Regions from separate parts of the Pan paniscus genome. Here region 2 is linked to region 1. The links are chromatin contacts, called in public Hi-C maps. All regions are on one chromosome and are shown on one strand. Each heading gives the region's core, a stretch centred on a gene start, on an enhancer-like site or on the middle of the called end of the contact. The rest is flanking DNA. Distances are from core to core; before and after follow the strand shown. Region 1 has its middle 34 kb from the start of MIR190. Region 2 holds the start of TPM1 (tropomyosin 1).

Region 1 (3,654 bases), core at 695-3,194:
GTGGTCACTAAATCTATGCTTTACCCAATAAATATATTCCTGAAGAGACTGAATAAAATAAAATCAATACATGATTTTAAGAGAATCTCTGGGTATGTTTTGGGTTTTTTGTTTGGGCTTTTTTTTTTTTTAATAGAAGAATCCTTCTGCAAAGAGAATAATTTGCATTTGTTTTGCAGATTTGGATTTTCTGAATTATAGTATATTGGGTTTTCTTAATTATGTCTGTGATTTAAACTACTGTGTCTCTAGTGACAGTGTCCTAAATTCCCACAGATGGCATTTACACTGTGTGAACACAGACTCTGTGGTACCTAGAAAGAAAGTAACAAGCAGCATCTCTTCAGCACCTCCGTGCCGGGCACTGCTCGAGCAATCACATACACTATTTCATTGACTCTTCACAAAAATTCTGCCACACGGGTTGTGTTGTCCCATGAGGTGCAAGCTGTTAAATACAGGAAGGGAGAGAAATGACAATTCCACCTTAGCTTTTTCTGACTCTAAGGCAAGTGCTTCTCCCAACTCAGGAAGCATGAGGTTTTCCTCATCATTGAAAAACTAAGATGGAGAAACTTCATCCTTCACCCCTCTATTCCCCAGACCAAACACCTTCAGGAAATCCAAATTGTAGGTTGACATGAAAGCATTTGATATTAACCCAGCCACCCTTTTCCACAGAGGGAGAAGAAGCTGGGTTGGACAGGCAGAGACCACAGTGAGGCTAGCCTCTCCCCAGTCAACTAGAAGCCTGGACCGGCCTCTGCCAGGCAGTGCAGGACCTGAGCCCGGGGTGGGCTGCAGCAGAGAGTGGTCTAGGTGTCCACATCCCCTACTGAGCCCTGGCACTGCCCTCTGCTCACTGAGGCTCAGCTTCCTCGTCTGTGGTGGGAACCTGCTGCCACCGCCTGCACAGCAAGGTGGCCAGGAGGGGCAGGGTCCACCCTACCCACAGTGGTGTTGGCAGGTGAGGGACCCCTCATCATTTTGACTTTCCTAATCCACGGACGCCCTTTCAGGTATGAGCACTATCCCTTCACACACACCTTGTAAACCCGGAAGGACTTTTTTTAAATGAAAATTTCATTTCCAGGCTCTTACCTGGACACACCATTCCTGGGCTCCCTGATGTGGTAAGGGCCATGGGGAGGCCAGGGCTATGCAGGGGCGGGGTGGGTGTGAGACAGCACAGGAATGCACATGGGGGCTCCCTACTTCCCCAGAGGCCTTGCTGGCTATGAGGCTGCTCCCCGCATTCCCTCACACCCTCCCAGACCCTCTCTCAAGGCACAGAGGAGGAGAGAAGCCACTCCTGCCACCACCAGCTGCTCTTGGATACCTGAGGAATGGAAGGAGCCAGAAGCTACCTGGCCTGGACTTGGCTCCCGCCTCTGCTCCTGGCAGGCTTTGGGACACAGCAGATAACTAAGCTCTCCAAAATAGGGCACTGCCACCTCTCACCTCAAATGGCTCCAGGGAGATTAGAAGAAGATAATTAGGAGAAGGGTCTACAGATCAGTGATTTGCCAACATTGAAATGCCAGTCAGAATCACCCACAGGGTGTAACATACAGGTGCTGAATCCCCTCATCTCTGATTCAGTGAGTTTGGGGCACAGCCCAAAGAGTTTGCTTTTCCATCACATTCCCTGGTGATGCCCGTGCTGCTGGCTCACGGGCCACACGTGGAGGGTCACTGCCACAGATGACAGTTCATGTCCTGTTCCCACTCTCACTGCCACTGCCCACAGGGCTGGAAGCAGGGCCAGCTCCTGGCCAGCCTTAAGGATAGGAGGTGTCCCTAATCACAGTCTTCCCACGGCAGGCACGGGGCTGTGATGAGGACGCATGCCCTCCTCCCCTAACCACATCCTCACCCTGGCAGAGGTGCAAAATGGGTGTTAACCCTGGCAAAATGTAACCTGCTGAATGAATGCCCCAAGGAGTTTCAGAAAAATATGAATCTGGCACCTCAACCACAGAGACTGTGACTCAGCAGGTGCCAGAGTGGGCCCAGTCACCACTCTTGTTCCTAAGCACCCAGGTAGTTCCGAGGCAGGCCAGCACTGGAGAAACCCTGCTCTCTTTTTCCAGGTCTGGCCCTTGAGGCGATGGAAGAACAAAGGCCCGTAGCCTCTCAGATTGGCCTCAGCTGATGCACAAACCAGCTTCTAAGCCTCCTTAGATTCTTATGGAGTAAAGTAGGGATATAAATTAGTAAATAACAGCTAAGTTAGATTGATGCTTAGCTTTTAAACCTTGAAAAAGAAACCCTCATTAGAATTCTTTTGGTCAATATTTCACTTCCAGGTTTTATTTCCAGATCCTATACTTTTTATATAATCACAGCAAATAGACAATTTAATATTCAGCCTTTGCAGTGACCATATTGCAGGCATTTCCCAGTCATTTTGTGTAATTGTTTGATGTCTCAATCCCCCTTTTTCTCTGCTCCTAGAGCAGTGCTTATCAGAGGTTTAGGTGAATAAAGACTTCATGCCAATTTCAAATGGTTCCCAAAACTCATATTTTATCTTATTGGCAATTTTCTGTGTTCCAAGGACTGTCTTAGGCACAAGTCAACGTTCACAAGTCAATTCTTCCAGTAGATACATATGACAGTGGTCTTAGAGGTGGAGGTACATGGAAACTTTCTAGATATTAAATCAGATGAGCTCATGAAACATCAACACAGTTCCTGGCTCATAGTCAGTGCTCCAGGACCCTGTGGGCCAGGCATGGGCCAGGTGCAGAAAATCCAATGATGAACAAACAGGGAGTTTGCCCTCAGGAAGCACACAGTCTGCAGGAAGATGAGTCAGGTGCGAAGAAAACAAAGAGCAAGGCATGAGCCTTACAGAGAGTAAGTGCCATGGGTGAGGCTGAAGGCATAGATCTAGATCTTTGAACTGTCTTTCCTCAAAGTTTAGAGAAAATCAGAAAATTTCTCTGCAGGCCAAATACCTCTGAGTGGGGCTGACAGGACAACTCAAGCTCCTCACAGCTCAGGGGCCCTTGCAGAAACTAGCTGCACAGAGCAGCCATGCAGACTGGAATGAATTAAACCCAGACTGTCCTGCCTGGTATGGTTCAGAGGCTTTTTGTATGCCCAATGTAGCCAGCTTGCCATACTGAGCAGAGATTTGCCCAAGAATGAATTGTAGGTACAAAGTTCTTTCTAGAAAACATATTATTGAAAAACTTTTTTTCTGAATTATATTCTGCTCAGCGTAACAGATATTATTAAATATTAGTTGACATGAGTGACTATTCTGTGTCAAAGTATAATGGTCACAGGAGCACCAGCAGGGAAATGACACTGCACTGAGAAATAACAGTTCTCACCCTTTAACATGTAACTACTAACTTTTTGGTAATAAAATCATCATAACAATAATATTTAATACAATTTCAGATTTCTTCTGGAATCTCAAAATTCAGTTGTGACTTTTGGCTTCAGCCTCAACTTTAGCCAAATATACATGTTTAACAATTTGGCCTTTTGCCAATATCCCTGATGAACATCGATGCGAAAATCCTCAATAAAATACTGGCAAACCGAATCCAGCAGCACATCGAAAAGCTTATCCACCACGATCAAGTTGGCTTCATCCCTGGGACGCAAGCCTGGTTCAACATACGCAAATCAATAAAT
Region 2 (3,872 bases), core at 1,028-3,527, 190 kb after region 1:
TGAATATAGGCCCTAGGTGAGGGAGTCTGGGAGAGGAAGAGGTGAAAAGAAGAGACATCGATGGCTTTAAACTATACAATAAGGTCTGAATGTCTGAATCTGGAATTCAAGGCCCTTAATCATACAGCCCCAAGCTTCCTTTCCAGTCTCATGCCCCCATTCACCCCCAAAATCCTACTGTCCAACCACCACCAAACATTCCTTTTTCTTTCCTTGGCGCATACAACGGCCCTCCTCTCTAGCTAACTGCTACCCTTCCTTTAAAATCAGTTTAAAAGCCATCACCTTTTCAGAGAATTTTTTCCCATCTGCTCTGACCTAGTCATTTCTATTTCTTCCTCGTGTGAATTCTTAACACCTTTCTCATGCCAAACACCTGGAGGACATAGACCTGTGCTACTCATTCTTTGGATTCCAGAGCCTAGTACCTGCCTAGTATATAGCAGGTACTCAACAACCGTGTGTTTAATAAATTGCTTGTAGCATGATTTCATTTAAGGAAACTTTAATGAGTCCCTCGGCTACATATGGCACAGTAAGAAAAGAAAAGTCAGTAACATGTGGTCCCGCAAGGAGTTTCTCTAGTTCAGTTGCCTCTTTTTATAAGTGAGAAAAAAGGCTTAGAGAGATTGTAACATGGCTAAGGTCACACTGCAAGGAAGTGACCAGGCCAGGTCTGGATCCCTGGAACTGACTCCTAACTCCCTATTCTTGCCTCCTCTGCTGAGCTCCAACCTGGGGAGTCAGCTCCCTGGAGTCCACGCATCTGGATATCGTCCACATGCCTGGAACTTTGTCACTGTTCCGGTGGCTGGGTTGACACACCGTGATTAAAGGGCTCTGGTCAATTTCTGTGCCACGCAGCCCCTATGCTAATGGTCAGATCTAATGTTCTGACCATTAGGTCAGTGTATCTTTTCCCTCCTGGGCAGTTAGGTTAGTGGAAGAAACCCGATAAAATCTTGGAGAGGAATTTGATCATTCTCTGAAGGACTTACAAGTTGTTTGGCCTGCCTAATCTGCTCAGATACCGTCCGGGGAATATTCGGTAACCATGCAGTACAGACTGTGAATTATTCTGTGGGGACTATTAACAAGACCCTCACCAACCCTGCCTCAGCTGATCTCAGGGCTTGGGGGCAGCCCCCTCTCCTTCCCTCCCACTGAAGCTCTGAAAAAAAGCAGCCTTTCCCCCTTGGGGGATGGGAGGAGTAGTTAAAAATAAGAAGTGTTGGGGGAAATCCTCCTCCTTCCAAGCACAGCTCACCCGGCAGAGCCTCCTCAGAGTTGCGGCTGCGGATGCAATGACTTAGCCAGGTTAACGCCGATCCCATGTTTTCCGAAACCTGGCACCTAAGCATCTCACATGGAAGGCCGACTCCCTAAAATCAGTGCAAGAAAAATGATAACAAGTTATATCCGGAGGGACCTCGGGGATTATCTACCCGCTGGATTTAAAGTTGAGGAAGCCGCGGGCAGCAAACAAGGTCTCACAGTTGCTGGTGGCAGAGTAGAGACCACAGACCAAATTGCCTAAGTCTAAACTCAATGTTCTTTCCCCTTAGACTGCCACCCGCACACACACGCACACATGCACACCTTTTTGGAGGCACTGCACAGCAAGCACAGAAGTAGGCCACTGAGTCCTGTGTCCCTAAAGTATTTGACTGTCCCTCCGCTGGGGGAAAGGGCAGGCAGAAAACAAGACTCCGTGTGCTGTCGCTGTGCCGCCCCCTGCCTCTCTGACCCGCGCCCGCAGAGAAAGTCTCAAGAGCCGCCCCAGGCTTTCTCCCACGTTCTCCCTTTCTCTGCTGCAGTTGAGTTTCCAGAGCGTAAGCGCGCAGGATGACACCTGGCTGGCTGAGAGCTGCCGGGGAGGCGCTGGCGGGTGCCGAGAGCGCACTGACCCTGACGCGGGGTGCGGCACGGCTGGGAAGCCCCCGGGCCTTTGGCTAAGCGCGCCGGAGGACGGCACAGGGGGGCGACGCGCATCCGCCACCTGGTCCGCGCTCTCCCGGCCTCCGGCAGCTCAGGGCGGGCTCGGTTGGGGACCCTAATGGCTGGGTGCCGGCCCTGGGAGAAGGGGACGCGGAGGGCGGAGGGTTGCGCCTCGGCCCCGGCTCGGCCCCAACGCCCTCTCCCTGGCGCGCAGGTTTAGAAACAGGGCGGCCTCTCCGGCCGCCGCCTCGGCGGCTCGGGTCCCCATATATAGTCATATCCACCGTCAACTGGGAGGCCGGCGGCCGGCAGCGAATGGGCGAGCGGCCCCCGCGGGAGGAGCGGGGAGGGGGCACGGGGCGGAGGGAGGAGAGGAGGAAGGGGGGCAGGAGAAAAAAGCTTTTCCAAAAAAGTATTGGCTGTCTTGAGGAATGCGGTCGCCCCCTTGGGAAAGTACATATCTGGGAGCAGCAGGCGGCTCCGCGCTCGCACTCCCGCTCCTCCGCCCGACCGCGCGCTCGCCCCGCCGCTCCTGCTGCAGCCCCAGGGCCCCTCGCCGCCGCCACCATGGACGCCATCAAGAAGAAGATGCAGATGCTGAAGCTCGACAAGGAGAACGCCTTGGATCGAGCTGAGCAGGCGGAGGCCGACAAGAAGGCGGCGGAAGACAGGAGCAAGCAGGTCTGCGCCTCCCCGGCCCTGCGCCCGCGCCCAGAGCGCCGGGACTCGGGCCTGGCACCCCCGGCTGGATCCCCACCCCGAGGACTCGGGGAGCCACCACCCTACCCCCACCACCACCCAGGGCGGCCAGGGCGCGCGTCTGGAAAGAAGGAAGGGAAACGCAAGAGCCAGGCTTAGTCTAACTTTGTAGTCTGGTCTGAGGACGCTTATTTCCCTTCTCTGGTTCCCATGGCCCGCGAAATCAAGTCCTAGAGGCGCTTTATTCTCAGGACTGGGAATCAGTTTGGGGGAGGGAGGAGGACACCCGGTTCCCGGGGACGTTTGAAGGAAGGGCGAGGGATGGAGAAAGGGGGTCGAGTAACTCAAGTGTTAGAAGTTCGTTGACTTTTGACTGGGGAGAAAGGAACCTTAAACTTGGGGAGGAGAGGGGAGTCCTGGAGTTGTTACCTAAGAACAAAGATGGGGCGGAATGGAGGCTACAGCCCGAAAGCCAGGCCAGCAGTGGCGTTCTTCTGTGTCCCCAAGTAGTGGACTTGAGCCCGCTGAGACCTCGGCAGGAGTCTCGTCCCAGGGCAGGTGGGTGTGCGGGGTGAGCCGCGGAGCGGTTCCAGCTCGGGTAAAGAGGAAGTTACCTCGGGTCCTTTGCACTCCAACTCGGCGGCGCCCCGAGCCCGAGGGGCCCCAGCCAACCCGACGCCCGTGTGTTGTGTGTGTCTAACACCCGGTCCGTGCCGGCCGCCCGCGCCCGCCCGCCGCTGCCCCCAGCTCGAGGAGGACATCGCGGCCAAGGAGAAGTTGCTGCGGGTGTCGGAGGACGAGCGGGACCGGGTGCTGGAGGAGCTGCACAAGGCGGAGGACAGCCTCCTGGCCGCCGAAGAGGCCGCCGCCAAGGTACCCGGGGCGCGCGGCACGGCGTGGCGCACGAATGGCTAACTCTTTCTCTTTCTCTCTCTCCCTCCCTGTCTTTCCCTCTGTCTCTCCCGCTGTCCCTGTCCTTCTGGTTCTGTGCACCCACACCCCTCCCCTTCGGGATCACGCTGCCTGCTGCACCCCCCTCCCTCCCTGTACCCCCTGGCCAACTCCCAGCTGGAAGATGAGCTGGTGTCACTGCAAAAGAAACTCAAGGGCACCGAAGATGAACTGGACAAATACTCTGAGGCTCTCAAAGATGCCCAGGAGAAGCTGGAGCTGGCAGAGAAAAAGGCCACCGACGTAAGTGCACGCTCACACTGCTTCCCTCACCTCTTGCCTGC

What was found. A called contact is a pair of places that touch in the nucleus more often than the background predicts.
Region 2: a Hi-C map of induced pluripotent stem cells shows a contact between it and region 1, with 2.4 times the contacts expected there. The contact joins the promoter of TPM1 here to the enhancer-like site in region 1. A contact is called at or near these places in 2 of 3 Hi-C or Micro-C datasets (fibroblasts and induced pluripotent stem cells).

What each region holds. Positions count from the first base shown.
Region 1 is chr16:52,103,482-52,107,135 of NHGRI_mPanPan1-v2.0_pri, forward strand. No RefSeq gene overlaps it. Among named protein-coding and RNA genes, the nearest start is that of MIR190, 34 kb to the left of the region's middle. Within about 2 kb of position 1,945, at least 1 of the 2 cell types and tissues checked has open chromatin away from gene starts, as enhancers often do.
Region 2 is chr16:52,288,266-52,292,137 of NHGRI_mPanPan1-v2.0_pri, forward strand. TPM1 (tropomyosin 1) reads left to right here and starts at 2,278. Exons shown (of 9, transcript XM_003827930.4): 1 at 2,278-2,619; 2 at 3,706-3,831. The coding sequence starts at 2,506.